Regions from separate parts of the Sus scrofa genome. Here region 2 is linked to region 1. The links are chromatin contacts, called in public HiChIP or PLAC-seq maps. All regions are on one chromosome and are shown on one strand. The core of a region is the stretch at or near the end of the contact, and the rest is flanking DNA. Distances in the headings are between cores, read along the strand shown. Region 1 overlaps NRIP1 (nuclear receptor-interacting protein 1). Region 2 has its middle 220 kb from the start of NRIP1.

Region 1 (4,381 bases), core at 1,341-3,840:
TGTGTCAGCTAAGGTTTTTTCCCTCTCCCATGAAAGGTTTCAAATGAAGTAATTAAAATAATTTTAAAATGTGTTGATTAAAGTATCAATTCATTTTCTCTTCTTACACAGACCCTGGTCTTTTTTGCTTAAATTAACTGTTTTGAACCTGATTTTTGCCTGGAATCTCTGGTACATTTGCCCTTTAGCCATGCCACCTCTGGTTTGCACATCTGAAATTGATGTGATTGTAGCAGTAGAGCTTATTATGCACTTTATTTAGATAATTAAAATTTCCTCATTCTAAAGATTCACTGGTAATTTTCAAACCCTATTTTTTTTATTTTCTTATAGAGAGATTGTTGATAGTATAATCTATGCAAGTTCCTAGCTTGAAGCTTTTATCTCCTGCTATTACTACTACTCATCCTTGTCATCTTGCAGCTTGTATGCTGAATTTCTCAAAATATTTGTGGTGAAGGACCAGTTTTCCTTCGGTTGTCATCACTGAATTATTGTAGTCAAATTTTTTTTTTTTTTTTTTGGCCACACCTGCAGCATATGAAAAGGTTCCTGGGCCTGGGAGCGAATCCAACCAAGCAGCTGTGACCTGTGTCACGGTTGCAGCAATGCCAAATCCTTAACCCACTGAACTGGGCCAGGGTTTGAACCCACATTGCCAGGGAGACAACACCAGATCCTTAATCCACTGCACCACAGTGGGAATTCCTACTAAATCATTTTTATTGTATTTTTTAAAAGCTTCTTCTGTGGCATATTGGAAATTAAGAAACAGACATACAAATTTTAGTCCAAATCTTTCATCATTAAATTCAAGATATCTGTCTAGTTGTGTAAAAGTTTCCTAATTACTTGCAAATTTTTCTCTTTAAGTGGATTACCTACTTTCTAGAACATACTGTGTACTTCCCTGCTGGGACTGATGCTCCTCCCACTGCCCAAAGGATGCTTTTAGCCTAATTGGCAAAGTCTTACTTGTTAGAATCAATTTGCTGAGATCCCGTTGTGGTTCAGTGGATCCAACTAGTATCCATGAGGATTTGGGTTTGATCCTTGATCCCTGCCTCGCTCAGTGAGTCAGGGATCCAGCATTGCCAAGAGCTGTGGTGTAGGTCACAGACTCGGCTTGGATCCCATCTGGCTGTGGCTGTGGCTATGGCCAGCAGCTGTAGCTTCAATTCATATGCCTCAGGTGCGGACCTAAAAAAAAAAGCAATTCAGATGCCATCTCTAGGGAGTGCCTTCACTAAAAAAAAAAGTCCATATTTGCCCTTCATGCTTTTTTCCCACTTTGTTCATGCCTTCTCTTATAGTAGTATCTCATTATGTTGCTAATTGTATTTTTTCCTGACAAGTTGTGGGTCTACTTAAGGCTGGTTTATCGATTAGTTATCCTTCTTCAATTCTCAACGCACAACAACTTCTCTATATATATTTGTGGAGTTGTTACTTCTTGTATGGTAAATTCAGAACAGCAGTGACTGTCCAAAGGTGGGAGATATTTCATATCCCTGTTAGCCTACTAATCTTCTTTTTGAAAAGGCCATTCTTTTCTTTTCCCACCAGAATTTTGGAAACATTTCTGTACAGAGAACGGTATTTATCTGTCATAGTTATAATGTAAATTCGTGAAAATTAGAAAGCAGAGACTTCATTTGAAGATTAAAATCAAGATTGTACTTCTTAAGAAGTACTTCTTTAGTAGACTAGCAGCAGTTCTCAAATTTCTTGGTCTCAGGACCCTTTTGTACTCTTAAAATACTGAAGACCCCAGGGAGTTTTTGTTTATGAGATCTGTATCAACCAGTATTTACCATATGAGAAATTTAAACTGAGAAAAATTCTAAAGCACAAGTATACACAAGGATGCATTCCAGTAGCCATCAACACAGTGCCACACAGCACGTAGCCACCGACAGCTCCACTGTCGACTTGTGGGAGAAAGAAACGGAAAGCAGATAACAGTTCAGTTTCATGAAAAGTAATTTTGACCTCATGTGCCTCCTGAATCAAGCATGGGTACCCTGGAGTCCCTGGACCACACTTGGAGAACAGCTGCTTGATAGACAATTCACTTGTCTAATTGCCAACAGAATAATCTGTATTTTTATTTCAATAAAGTTGTAACCTAGCTTTTGTGTTTGTGGATTAGAATTTTTTTTTTTTTAATATCTGCAGGGTCTATCATATTACCCACTCTTCTATTAATGTCTAGACATAGAATGTGCTGGAACCTATTACCAGTGTTGGCTTGGCAGCTCTAAGACGGAGATGCTTACTCAAGGAGATGTCATTTTATTTGTGGATACTCAGTAAGGTCATTCCTAGTTATGCCCTGTCAGTACCCTGGCTTTCAAGTTCTAGCCCTTTTTATGATGTATAAACCACCAAATACTTCTGTGGTGGTTCTCTGTACTCCAGAGGGTTTGGTCACTTTCTTAATTATTCCACAAAGTCAAATTTATACTTCTTTGAGGGAGTGAGAAGTCTCTACCTTCAAAATCTTCCCTTCTCTCCTTTGTCTGACCTTTCCCTCCACTTGCCTCAACCTGATCCCTGATGCTGGCTCTCCTTTTCTGAGAGTACAGTCTGCTCTCTGGCAGATAGTTACTTGGCCCCAGTGACTCCTGTGTTTTTTCACTCCTACCCTCTTACCTTGGCTGATACTCTGTTAAATTCTTTCTGAGGTCTTAGCAGGACAGTCAGTCTCCTAGAGTATTTGACGACTCTCTTCAAATTAAATGGGTACTGGGTCTTCCTGAGAGTTCTGAGAATGCGTCATATGTACCTGTCAGCTGCATGGGAATACCAAGAGGGCTGCTGGTTTAGACTCATTAATTCACTGACAGCGCAATATTCTGTTTACTTATCTTTTTATTGTGTGATGGTGTCATGGCGTGAGCTGCAATTTGGGGATTTATCGTTGTCAGTGATAAACTAGAAGCACAAAGCTGATAGAATGTTAGGGACGTTTTATTTTTTAATTCTGTGTCCTAAACATAGTAGGCAGTCAATAAATGTTTGCCGAGTTAATTTTATTTTCATTAGTGTTGATGAAACTGTGAGCTCCAACGACATTACGCTTTAAGCCAGGCCTCTCTCTCTTATACCCAAGGAAACTATGCCCTCACACTGTTCTGAAAAAGTACATGTTGCTGCCTTAATAAGCAAAATCCTTACTGATACTTAATGAAGATGGTTATTTGAAATGTACAAATTCAAATCTCAACAGAATCTACTTCTGACTCTTTGTTAAACACCTCTGCAGAAGTTCTTAGTTTTCTTGAAACTTTGTATAGGTCATACTACCAAGGTATTTTGCAAACCTAGGCTTGAGACACCTTAATTATTTTCTTCTTTTTTTGATTTAATGAACTTGATATTAAAGTTACTCTATTTTATAGGTCTGTTTTGTTATACACATTGCTATCTAAATACTTAAACCAGGCTTCATTGTTTTTCAGAGCTGTCTTTTTTCTTTAATTCTCCTGCCCCTGCCTTATTTTGACTATGTTTTCTTCTCTGCACTAATTTTAATTTTTTTTTCCCTGTAAGCCATCAACAACTCTCCTGCTTCTGTTTTTGTTGTTGCATTTTAACATGAATTTAAATCATACCATTGCCTGTAAACCTTCCAGTGCTTGCCAGATAAAGGCCAGCTCCTTGGCATGACCTTGATTCAGAGTCCTTGGTCCCAGTTGTGTTTTCAGCCTAATCTCTAGTCACATTGGACCACTTCTTCCTGTATCACACTCAGCAGTTCCCTTCCTTTGAGTGCTGTGTTTTTGTTTTGTTTTGGTTTTTCTTTTTTTTTTTTTTTTAAGGGCCGCATCCATGGCACATGGAGGTTCCCAGGCTAGGGGTCAAGTCAAATTGGGAGCTGAAGCCGCTGACCTACACCACAGCCAGAGCAACACCAATTTCCAGCCACGTCTGCAACCTACACTGCAGCTCAAGGCAGCACCAGATCCTTAAGCCACTGAGTGAGGTCAGGGATCCTCATAGATACTAGTCCTTGGTGAGATTTGAACCTGAGTCCTCTTGGATACTAGTCGAGTTCGTTACCACTGAGCCCCAACGGAAACTCCTTTTGAGTGCTCTTTTGGTAACCTAGTGTGGCTGCCACTCTCTTCTGCCTGGCAAGCCTTTATTCATTTTTTTAACCATCACCGACCACCACTTAGGGTGCAGACACACATAAAGTGAAAACTTAGTTATAGCCCACTTTGTTCCCAGAGCACTTTTTATAAACCGCAGCCATAGCATTTAGCACATACACTCTGTCTTTCTTTTGCATAGTGACTAAAGGAAAATTCACATGTACTGTTCACTCTCGTGTTATATACTTCTACGAATTACTTTAACCTTTTCCTACCCCATT
Region 2 (4,638 bases), core at 1,004-3,503, 270 kb before region 1:
AACACCAAATCTATGCTGTTGTCATCCAGAATCATTAAAAGTTAGCCTACAGGCATAAAGAATTTAGCCTGGAACACTAAATTACAGATGGAGTTCAATATAGCCATCATTCTTGCAAAAGAATTTAATCTCTAAGTGATATACTGCTGTATAAGGCTTTTGAAGCTGGATTGTGATTCACAAACATCAAGGAGGGAATGGGATGAGGGTGTGGAGCATAAGAGCACCTTGCCATGCTTCGAAAATGTGTTGAACACTGGCTCAAATCACTGTCTGCTCTGCCTGGGAGAGTTAGAAGGTTGCTCTATATGAACAAGCCTGTCACTTCTAAACACTAGGATACTTAAAACTCTAGGCAATGAAAATGGCTTAGGAGAAAAATATATATCCTAAGGGGCTGATAGAGTTAATCCTCCAGAAACCTAGATTTTATTTATTTCTTCAAAGCAATATCATGCTCATTGTATTGCAAAATATTTTATTCATCATAAGTACATATGTATTAGTAATTTATGGCTTACAAATATTGTCTCTGGGGCTGTCTTCTTATCCATAGTGCTGTGTAAATTGTCTTTATTAGGCCAAGTCCATAAGATCTAGCTGCTAATGCTGAGGTTAAGGCAAAAAAACATGGGCATGTGCCCCTTAATCTTACTGACCTATATTTCTTTGTTTGTATCTCAAACATTATTTTATTTTCCTGCATGAGTATCACAGTCTTGGCACAACCAAGTTTTATGTTTCATATTAGTAAAATCAAACATCTTTTTTTTCCCCAAATGAGAATAAGACATTGCTTTAGTACATTGCTTTTGAATTATTTCTTCCATTCAAAATGCAGGTGAAATATCTTGTCCCAAAGGAAAGACAGTTATTATCCAACTTGGTAGGTGTAAAGTAATTTAGCCCCCTCCCCAAATATTTGGAGAAACAATTCTATCCATATGCCAATAAAATCCCTTTTCGTAAGCAAGTGTGTCTCCAGTCAGTGACTGACCAAACGCAAGTGGTGTTCGCTAAGACTTAGAAATGAAATGCTTTCCCCAGAGTGAACAGCTTCTCTCAAGAATATTCGGAGTACAGTGTGTTCCCGGCATGCAGCACCTGTTACCCACTTGTTTAAATGTCTCATGAAGGGGACAGAGAAAAAATAGTTTCTCTCTGTCTCCGGGAACATACATAAATTTAGCATACAGTTCTTTTTTGGCCAAGTACAAGTTTGAGTTACCTTAAGGAAGGCCATAGGATATACTTCGTTGAAGATGCTCTTCACACTACAGTTTATTCCATAAAATGACAGAGTGGAGATGGTGAGCCAGGAGAAGGGAGGAAAGGATGAAGATAAAAGAAATGTCTAAATAAAATGGAAGGAAGGAAGTATTATAAATCCAGCCTTGAAACTGGGTGCTCATATTGCTGAAGTTTGCATTACGTCCAAGTGTTTGGTCTCCAATTTCTACTTAATTATGAGATGTGAGATTCAGGTAATTGCTTTTAAAATATTGAAAAACCAGTGTGAATGAATGAAGGTGTTATTGTCAATTCTCTTTAGGAAACAGGTTGAGTTGAGGTTGTTTTCCCTACATTTTGAGATTAACTCAGTCTAAGGAGAGAACTGAATATTGTCCCCATGATACCAACCAGTCCTAATCTCATTAACATCATCCTTGAATGAAAATATTTAGGTTCACCATTATTTTATTAAGTGTAGGTATTTACCATTGTTGAAAACATATGAACATTAGAATGATTTTAGAAACAAAGGCATTGCTGTATTGATTCAAGTTGTTCCATGTGCTTAAATAAGCATTATCTACTACAGAATGCACATCCAAGTGAATGCAGTTGACCCTTGAGTGACAAGGGTAGCAGCCTCCTACAGGACTACATGCTCCAAGGTTGGTTGACTCTGTGGATGCAGAGTCACCAATATGGAGCAAGGACTATAAAGTCATAAGTAGCTTTTCTACTGTTTGGAGGGCCAGTGCCCCTAAACCCCACATTGTTTGAGGGTCAGTTGTACTCTCAGAGTACATGTGTGTGGGTTGTGCATTTACAAAGATGAGTGTGTGGACTCACATGGATACAGTCACACAGCCCACAGTGTTCAGACAAAGTTGTAGCTCCTCAGCACCTGATCTCAGCATTTCACTCCAATATTGAAGTAAAACACCTGTCTTTACCCTTTGGACTACTGTAAATTTCAGAGCACTGTTTATTAATAGCCACTCTGTGAGTTCTCCAGTTTTCTGGGGCTGCTCTCAGAATTACAAACATACTCATAAGAAGGGAATTCAAGGTCAGCAGTCTGTGTTAAGCAAGCCCTATATTTATAAAGTTTCTAGAAATGGATAACTTATCATTCTTCCTCTCTATGCTTGCTGGGCTCAGGACCAGCCGCTATTTTCACAAAGTCTTTTTTTAACGCAGAGATGAACATCTAACATGTGTCTGTGGTTCAAGCTCACCCTGAGTGCTGTGACTCTGGTGACTGGCTAAAGACTAACACTTTGGAATCGGTCCCACCTTCTCTTCCTGCCAGTCTGGCTCACCTCAGAAACAGGTGCAAAATGAGAAGCAGCATCCAGCCTCAGAAAAACTCTTTGTTGTTGCAGCATTTCTGTGCAGGAAGTAGAAGAATGTGAAGTGATTAGAAACGTGTATTTCTGTTGTTGTAGCGTGCGTGTGTGTGTTTACACATTATAATTTAAAATATTTTCCTTTTCCCTCCCTTCCTCCCTTCCTTCCTTTTTTTTTCTTTGCTTTGCTCCTTCCTTCCTTCCTTCCTTCCTTCCTTCCTTCCTTCCTTCCTTCCTTCCTTCCTTCTTTTCTTTCTTTCTTTCTTTCTTTCTTTCTTTCTTTCTTTCTTTCTTTCTTTCTTTCTTTCTTTCTTTCTTTTTGGCTTTTCATTAAACTTGAGCAAGAGCTTGTATTTAGTTTTGGACTCTGACCTGCTTTCTTAAAACCCCATCAAATACAAAGATTTCATGTTCCCTGTTTTTGTGGGATTCTGTACAATGTTGAGTTTGCAGTTAAAGTCTGATGTGTGTCAAGAAAAGATTTATGCACAGATTTATGAACAAATCTAGAGAGAAATCAATAATTAAAAATCAAAGCTATAGAATCATTATAAAATGATGATGTAGTTACCCACATGTGAAACTCTTCCCAGGAAATGATTCAAGAAAATGACAAGAATCTTTCATATTTCATCCAGAAATCAGGGACTGCCTTGAAATCTCAAATAAAATATATAAATTTAAAATGTAACAAATATCTGGTGAAAAATCATGCAATAATAATAATAATGTATAAAGCCATAGTACTGTATGTGGTAGAGTGGGCACCCAATAAATGTTTGTTCTTTCTCACCAAAATAATTACAAAATGTTTTGTTGTATCAGTAATCTGCAGGAAGAATAGAGAAAAAGAATAAAAATTTGTCTGTGTGCTACCAGAACTATCCAGTGGTGAGTGTTTGCTACCTGCCCCATATGAGCATTCTGTTTATCTCAGCAGGCACCTACTTAAATGGAGAGCATGGCATTAGTCTAGGATAATGTGATAACGTTAACCAGAAAGATCACTCAACTGTCTCCACTCTGACTCAGTACCCACCAGAAATGGCTAAATCTTCATTTCGTTTCTCAAGTTGACTTTCCTTGTAGGACACCAAAATATTCTGCTTTTCTTCTTGACAATTTTGCCAAGCACTAATTCATAAATTGTTATTGCATTTAAAAATAAATGTTGGGGTTCCCACTGTGGCTCAACAGGTTACAGACACAGCTAGTATCCCTGAGGATGTGAGTTCAATCCCTGGCCTCGTCAGTGGGTTAAGGATCCAGCATTGCTGTGAGCTGTGGTGTAGGTTGAAGATGCACCTCGGATCCCATGTTGCTCTGGCTGTGGCACAGGCCTGCAGCTACAGCTCTGATTTGACTCATAGCCTAGGAATTTCCATGTGCTGCAGGTACAGCCCTGAGAAGGAAAAAAAAAAAATGTTGATCTTTTTTACAATGAGAATCTATCCCTCAAAATCTCTTCACCAGATTTGTGATTATAAATTGATGGAGTCAAAACATCCTCTCTCCTCTCAAAACCCAACAACTTAGCAATCAGGAAAAAAAAAAAAAAAAAAAAAAAACAAACGCATAAATGAAAACAAACAAATTGAATATATTTTTAAAAATTAGAATAGATCTTTAACCCAAGCTGTGGTGTTCAAAGACTGGAGTAAACAGAAGAACAATTTAGAAGAGTGGAGGTAATAAAATCTTGCAGGTGGGCTTACTAAGATATCTGGCCCCTAACAGCACTAGAAAGTCTCAGAAATTAGAATTACAAGGAGCAATTTGACGATGTCAGGGAAAGTATTTGAAAAACCACATAGGGAGCAATTAGCCCCACATCCCCAGTCCCTACTCATAATGACTACCCTACTTCTCACACACCTGCAGGCATGAGGCACAGAAGACACACAAGGTACCATACTTAGGGGGGGGAAATAAAATGAAGCTTACTGGGAACCCTGAGCCTTCCTTTTTCATCAAATTATGGAAAGCTAGTAGCCATGTTAATTCCCCTTACAGAGGCATAAGAGAAAATGTACTGCCTCACAGAAAACCCCACAAGGAA

What was found. HiChIP or PLAC-seq counts read pairs in DNA pulled down with a chosen protein or histone mark.
Region 2: a contact with region 1 is called in an H3K27ac HiChIP or PLAC-seq map of skeletal muscle. The contact joins two enhancer-like sites. A contact is called at or near these places in 2 of 2 datasets of contacts at active chromatin or transcription factors (alveolar macrophages and skeletal muscle).

The regions. Positions count from the first base shown.
Region 1 is chr13:179,864,955-179,869,335 of Sscrofa11.1, reverse strand. All of the region lies in intron 2 of NRIP1 (nuclear receptor-interacting protein 1), which reads left to right. Among named protein-coding and RNA genes, the nearest start is that of NRIP1, 49 kb to the left of the region's middle. Within about 2 kb of position 2,590, at least 4 of the 83 cell types and tissues checked have an H3K27ac peak or open chromatin away from gene starts, as enhancers often do. A contact at or near this core is called in skeletal muscle, where this site is marked.
Region 2 is chr13:180,138,241-180,142,878 of Sscrofa11.1, reverse strand. No RefSeq gene overlaps it. Among named protein-coding and RNA genes, the nearest start is that of NRIP1, 220 kb to the right of the region's middle. Within about 2 kb of position 2,253, at least 4 of the 83 cell types and tissues checked have an H3K27ac peak or open chromatin away from gene starts, as enhancers often do. A contact at or near this core is called in skeletal muscle, where this site is marked.